Regions from separate parts of the Ovis aries genome. Here region 2 is linked to region 1. Evidence: chromatin contacts called from public Hi-C data. All regions are on one chromosome and are shown on one strand. Each heading gives the region's core, a stretch centred on a gene start, on an enhancer-like site or on the middle of the called end of the contact. The rest is flanking DNA. Distances are from core to core; before and after follow the strand shown. Region 1 overlaps CAPN13 (calpain 13). Region 2 has its middle 32 kb from the start of CAPN13.

The links. A called contact is a pair of places that touch in the nucleus more often than the background predicts.
Region 2: a Hi-C map of liver shows a contact between it and region 1, with 3 times the contacts expected there. The contact joins two enhancer-like sites. A contact is called at or near these places in 10 of 16 Hi-C or Micro-C datasets (blood, hypothalamus, liver and 4 more).

What each region holds. Positions count from the first base shown.
Region 1 is chr3:37,554,209-37,557,321 of ARS-UI_Ramb_v3.0, forward strand. The region is part of intron 22 of CAPN13 (calpain 13); the gene reads right to left. Among named protein-coding and RNA genes, the nearest start is that of CAPN13, 88 kb to the right of the region's middle. Within about 2 kb of position 1,478, at least 1 of the 54 cell types and tissues checked has an H3K27ac peak or open chromatin away from gene starts, as enhancers often do. A contact at or near this core is called in liver, where this site is marked.
Region 2 is chr3:37,674,406-37,677,703 of ARS-UI_Ramb_v3.0, forward strand. No RefSeq gene overlaps it. Among named protein-coding and RNA genes, the nearest start is that of CAPN13, 32 kb to the left of the region's middle. Within about 2 kb of position 1,771, at least 2 of the 54 cell types and tissues checked have an H3K27ac peak or open chromatin away from gene starts, as enhancers often do. A contact at or near this core is called in liver, where this site is marked.

The DNA of each region.
Region 1 (3,113 bases), core at 228-2,727:
TCCACCGGCAACAGATTTTGAATGATTGGGCTCTATGGCCTCCACTCCCATCAACACCCATAGACCTCAGCCTTCCTCCTTCTGTTTTAATCTCTTGTCACTGGTCTCTCCCATCTTATTTATCTGTATTGCTCCCTGCATGCCTCATCTGTCCTCCCCCTGTCTGTCTGAATCATCCTCCCCCCACCGCCCCAGCTCTCCATCTCCATCTGCTTGTCATTCCTCCTCCCCACATTTTTCTCTTTCCTCTGCACTTATGATTTGGAAGGCAGCAGAGAGGCAGAAGCCTTATTCTGCCTCTGGGCAGGGTGGGCAGACACGTGGGCTTCAGAAGTTGTGAAACATTGTCCGGAAATTCACCCGCTTAGGGCTACAGGCAGCCGTGACCATTTCTGGCCACTCCCTATAATGTCTGACGAGGCTGGCGGCGGCAGCTTCGTCGTTCTCTCTTTCTCTCTCGGTGGTGAACCTGGGACTTAGTGGTGATCTTCTCTGGCCTAGGGCTTCCCTGCTGGCTCAGACAGCAAAGCATCTGCCTGCAGTGCGCGATACCCGGGTTCGATCCCTGGGTCAGGAAGATCCCCTGGAGAAGGAAATGGCAACAAACTCTGGTACTCTTGCCTGGAAAATTCCATGGATAGAGGAGCCTGGTGGACTACAGTCGTGGGGTCTCAAAGAGTCGGATACGACTGAGCGACTTGACTTTCTTTCTTTATCTGGCCTGTGCTCCTCCAGCTGATCCAACAGATTTGTGAGCAACTCGCTCCCTGTGCTAAACTCCTTCGTAAGATAGCTTGAGCAGCTCCTGTTTAACTTGCCTGATGCTGCCTGCTGCGCTCTCTGCTCCTCCCTTCCCCCTAACCTTTACTTCCATTCCACAGTCTCTCCCCTTTCCCTGTTCCGAGCCCCACCTCCTAATGGGCTATTATATGAAACTTCAGGCTTTAAATGTTTACACTGGATAAGTTATAGTATCTCCATTCTTAATTTAAAACACAAGTGAATTGAATGTGAGGTTCATGTTCTTGAGATTGGAAAACCCATCACTGGGCTGAGTTGGTTATCATCTAAGGCCCTTGTGGACTCTGTCCCGGGGGTCAGGGCCCTGATGGGGCACAGGGGTTAGGGAGGGGAGGCGCATACACGCGCTGTGCTGTTCCAGGGCAGTCCTGCCTCTGCCTGGAGGTGGTGAGGAGCAATTGCTCAAAGGAAACTGTTTCTGTTCTAGGGAGAAGCAAGACTGATGTCCTCCCTGATCAGTGGGCTTGCATGTGGAACTGTTCTCTGGGGCTAGGCTTCCCTGGGGTGTGTGTGTCTCTGTGTGTGTCTGTGTGTGTGTGTCTGTGTGTCTGTGCACATGCACTTTCAGATATCCGCCCTCACTAGGGTCACCCCTGGCTCTGGGGAAGCAAGACGGTTCTTCCTGCTCCTCCACTGAGGGCTCCCTAGGCCAAGCTGGGTTTTAGTCCAGCTGTTTGGTTCAGCAAAGTGTGCAGGCATGTTGGACTTTCTACCTGAAAGTACAGGTAGGTGAAGGTCATCTCTGAGTCCTGCCAAAATAGCTCATTCATTTTTTTCTGAACTTTCTCCTTTTATTTTGAAACAGTCTGTCTTGATTGGTCAGGACTCATTGTTTTGCACAACAGCCTAGGATGTGGGTCTTCAGGCATTAGCTCTGTCTACCTCTGAAGCCCACGCTGCTAACCATGGCCATCTGTCCTGGTTAGCCGAGCACAGGGCAAGGACGCACAATGATGTGGCCCAGGCTATGCTGTGTGTCTCACCTGCTGTGCTACTGAAATGACTGCAAACCCTTAGCAGCAGCCCCTGTGAGAGGCAGTTAGCTGGCTGTGTGTTTGTTCCTTGACCAGGACATCTGCCTCCAAATGCTAACCTAGTTCCTGAGCGTGGGTATTTGCATGATGGCATACCCTTGCCCATGCCACCTACATTTTGATTGTTTCTTCTCAGAAAAGTCACACTTTGGAAGGTTCCTGCCCTCCTATTCTTGACACACACATTTTCAAGTGTTCCCTCACTGGACAGATGCATCCAGGAATGAGTTCTCAAATGCCAGTTCTCCCGAGTGAGGTCTGGCCTGGTCACTCTGGAATCTCTTCTGCACTCTACTGGGCCGTGATCTTTTGGAACTGTCTGATGATGTTACAGAATGGGAGGGAAGGAGGTGCTTGCCTTGCTGGTTGGATTTCCCCTTACCCAAAGGCATTTTTCATCCAGAACTAAGATCTTACTTGTCATGAAGTTGAAGACCTTTATGGGAACCATGTTTTATTTTGCCATCTGGCTGTGAAACAGTCAGGATTCAGATATCGGAGAGTATGATTAATTCTGCAAACACCCAGTGAACCACTCCCATGTCACGCACAGCATCCTGTGGGTGGACAGACTGAGAAATGACTAGTTGGTGGGAGAGGACCGAGATGTGGCTTTTCCCCTGCTTTCCCACAAAGGAACATCTTCTGCTTCTTTCTCCTGGGATTCCAGGTTGGTGTCCCGAAATATTCAGATAACCTGTTTTATGACCTTGGGCAAACCAGAGCTTGACCCAGCTGAGGACCCGGCCCAGGCTCCTCGAAGGCAGCTTTGACTACGTCCAGGCAGGGCAGGCTTTGATGTATATCACCCATGGGGGCAACACAGCTCAGTGGAACAAGAGCCAGATTCTCGAGTGATCACTGAGAACTCATCCTAGGGAAAGATACAGACACTCAAACACAGAAGGCCCAGGGTGGGTAAAGAAGCTTTTCCTCTCTCTGAGTGACTGCAGAGCCCCAGGGTGGGTAAAGAAGCTTTTCCTCTCTCCGAGTGACTGCAGAGGCAGGCCCCCTCCCCACAGATGCTACTCTCAGGTCACCAGGCAACACAGTGTGCCACGCGCTAGCGAGGCTGGCCGAGCTCCATCACACCCGCGGCTCCAGCGGACGGCAGTGACTCTACTTCATTCTTCAAAATCCTCCAGATGCACCCTACCCACCCTACTCTGCCCTGTCTGAGTGCAAACCACTGTCCTTTTAGCTCCAGAGTACCTGCAGCAGAGGGGAGGGAAAGCTGGGGAGCAGATGTTCCTATGACTCCATGGACAGGACCGAAGG
Region 2 (3,298 bases), core at 521-3,020, 120 kb after region 1:
AGTAGTGAAGAATTGTGGCCATTTCTTGCCATCTACTATGGCCTCTATAAACCATAAGCTATGCAAATAAATGTAAGGTAATATTACTATCCAAACACAATTTAATCAGTGTGTGCTTGTTGAATTGATTTATATGGCCATTGGCCTGTCTCAGACCTGATTACTTCCACAAGTTTTTCCAATTGCCTCATAGTTTTCGTAGCTAGAATAAAACTCCATTTAAAAACTATCTGTAAATTTTTCTTGGACAGCTGAAGCTCTCTGCTTTCTCTCTGTCTGATATTACAGTGCGGGTATGTGTATGTGTGGGGGTGGTGGGTGTTAGTGGTGATTTTCTGTTTCCATTTAGCTTAAGTCATCAGCGATAACTTTAACTTGGCAGTTTCATCAGGGCTGTTTCTAAATGTGCTGACATTTCAATTAAATGTCAGTGGCATCATTCTGTTTACCAGCTGGAAAGATTTGTAATGGGGACTATGGGTAGTGCCAGAGACTAGAGATTTCCATTTGGTGAAATGCCAGCCAATGTCTTTGCCTCTGCTCTACCCTGAGGGTCCTCTCCACATGTGCTTGACAGACTGATTGCTCCTTCAATATGTCCCTGGTGCTCTGGGTCAGGAATTTCAAACTATTCCCCAAATCCTAATGGGAGTGCTTTAGGGGCTTGGTTATTTATTATTTTTTGTTAGAACCTGGAATAAGACTTTTCTGCCCTCCCAGTTTAATTAAGGAATAGCCCAAGTTTGCAGGGCAGGCAATTAAAATTTATTCTCTACAACTACATATATATATGTAGTTGTAGAGAATAAATAAATAAATACACACACACACACACACACACACACACAAGGCTTTTCATTGGGAGCTGCAGAAGAAACTAGTTACTCCAATCCTGGATTATGGATCTAGATTGTCTGGATTCGAAACCCAGCTCTGGCCATTCCCCAGCTATGTGATCTTGGGCCACTTAACCAAGTGTTAACCAAATGTCTGGGTCTCTATTTCCTCCCCTGGGAATGATAATATAATCTGTTAAGGGTTCCGAGGCTTAAATGAGTTAAAATACTTGAAGTACTCAGAGCTGTGCTGAAGTATTAGTTGTTATGCATTATTAATACAACTCGAATAAAATACAGATATAAATCAGATACTGAAGTTGATATAAAAATGCAACTGTCATCCATGGTTCCTGATTTAATCTTATTTGTTAATCAAAACAGTCTCAGTGTTGTCACTGATTGACTTCGAAAAAAAGTATTATTAATTATAAATTATAAAGTAAACACATACGTTCCAGATGTGATTTCATTTGGGGGAAAAAAAATCCTCTGCTGCTTAGAAATTTTGAAATCCCTGTTCTTCTCCATCTCACATGATTCTGAGTTAGAGGCTTGAAAAGCAAATCAGGTGAGTAAGCTCCCAGCCTCCGTGGCCTTGGAGGACAGACCCCAGGTCAGTGCTGAAGTGTAACAGTCCAGGGCTGAAGTCATTCCGCCAAGGCTTCCACTAGCACACCGGGCTGAACTAAACAATTTGTAAGAACATTCGGGGACAATAATCTTCTATGGAAATACACAGTAGTAATTGCCTTGTGCACTGACCAGGGTCTGGAAATTGTCCTCTAAATGGTTGCTAAGGCATGAGAAGCCCCGAAGGTATGTGCAGCTATTAACATCGTTGCTAAGCCCAGTTTTAATATTCTGGTTCAGCAGAACCCACATATACAGCAGGACTCCAGGGGGAGCCATGGCGGGTTCCTGCCTCCCCAAGCCTGCCACCTTGTGGAAAAACTGCTACATAACAACTTGATTCCTCAGGTTAAGGCCGAACCTGGTGGGTGGGTGGGCAAATCCAAGCGGTAGTGGTTGGCCCCCTTTTCTGCCTGGCTGCCATGTGGAAGCTGCCCTAACTCTCGCTGTGCTTGGAGAAAGCCCTGAACAATGGAACAGCAGGGAGACACACTCCAGGGAATGCTAATAGCTACCCGTTTTGCTCAAGGCAGCTCCTCAGTAGATGGAATCCCCCCCCCATTTAACAGATGGGCACCCGGAAGTCTCAGTGACCCAGCAGGGCCTTGAACTAATGGTTTCTGACTCTAAGCCCATTGTGCTTTTTTATTCTCCCAGCTACCCTGAGGGACCGCTTCAAGGAGAAGCTGGCAAGTACTGGAAACTTGAACTTAAAAATGAATGCAAAGCTTGATTAGCTCACATTTTCACTGCTTTTGTTGTTATTATTATCCTGGGGTCCATTTCAGCCATTTCTGGTTTTGCTCAATGCTGTATATGCCCACGACACCTCAGGGAGATAGACTCTCTCCTCTTTCAGTTGTGCCCTTTGCGGGAAGCCGCATACTCCCCTGTCACGGGCTCTTATTTGCCTTTCAGTGGCTTTATATTAATCTACAGAGTAGAAATACTTTATTCTTAACATTTCTGTTATGATGACCATGTATGTTGTTTTTACTTTTTACTGTAATGTATATTGCTGTAATAAGCATCTTTGTGTTTAATGCCAAAACACCTTTGTCAGTATACAGGTATGCAATTTGTGTGTGCGCGTATATGTATATATTCACTGTGGCAAGAAAAAACAGCTCAATTCTGAGAGTAGAGAAGGAATGCAAGCACTGAACTTGCTCAGACACCTCCTTTGACTGAGTGGAGATGAGGGATGGTGCACAGAAGGTTGGTACCAAACTGGGTCAGTGGGGCTTGGATGGCAAATGAAGGCATTGTTACTTTTTATGGGAGAAGGGGTGACACGTGCAAGCTGAGTGGGGATGGGACTGTACATCTGAGGTCAGAGGGTGGAACTGAATGGAGCACAAAAACAAAGGGTCAGGCCCTTACTGCTGGAGTTCTGACAACTCTCTGGGTCTCCGTGTCCTTGTCCAAGAAATGATTGGAAAGGTTAAGGTACAGAGGAAGAGTCCCAGTCTCAGAGCCAGGTAGACCTGGATAGAAATGCTAGCTCAGCTCCTTACCCATCTGTAAAATGGGGAGAATTTTATATATCCATACAATTATGGTGGAGAGAACACAGACCAGTGGTTGCATAAACCTGGATAAGTAGTAACTCTTTCATCCTGTCAGTTTTATGGACTGGAGGTTGCCTAAGCTGTTTTCTAGGTCAGATGTGCCTTGGTTCTATTATGTGATGAGAAAATAATTTAAAAGAATAAGAGCTTAGAAGTTAAATTACTGGTTAATGGATTCATGCTTTAATCTATTTTTAAAAAAATCCTCTCCTGGCAAGAACCTAAAGAGAAAGAATAGTTAGTAAAGGTCCAAACATT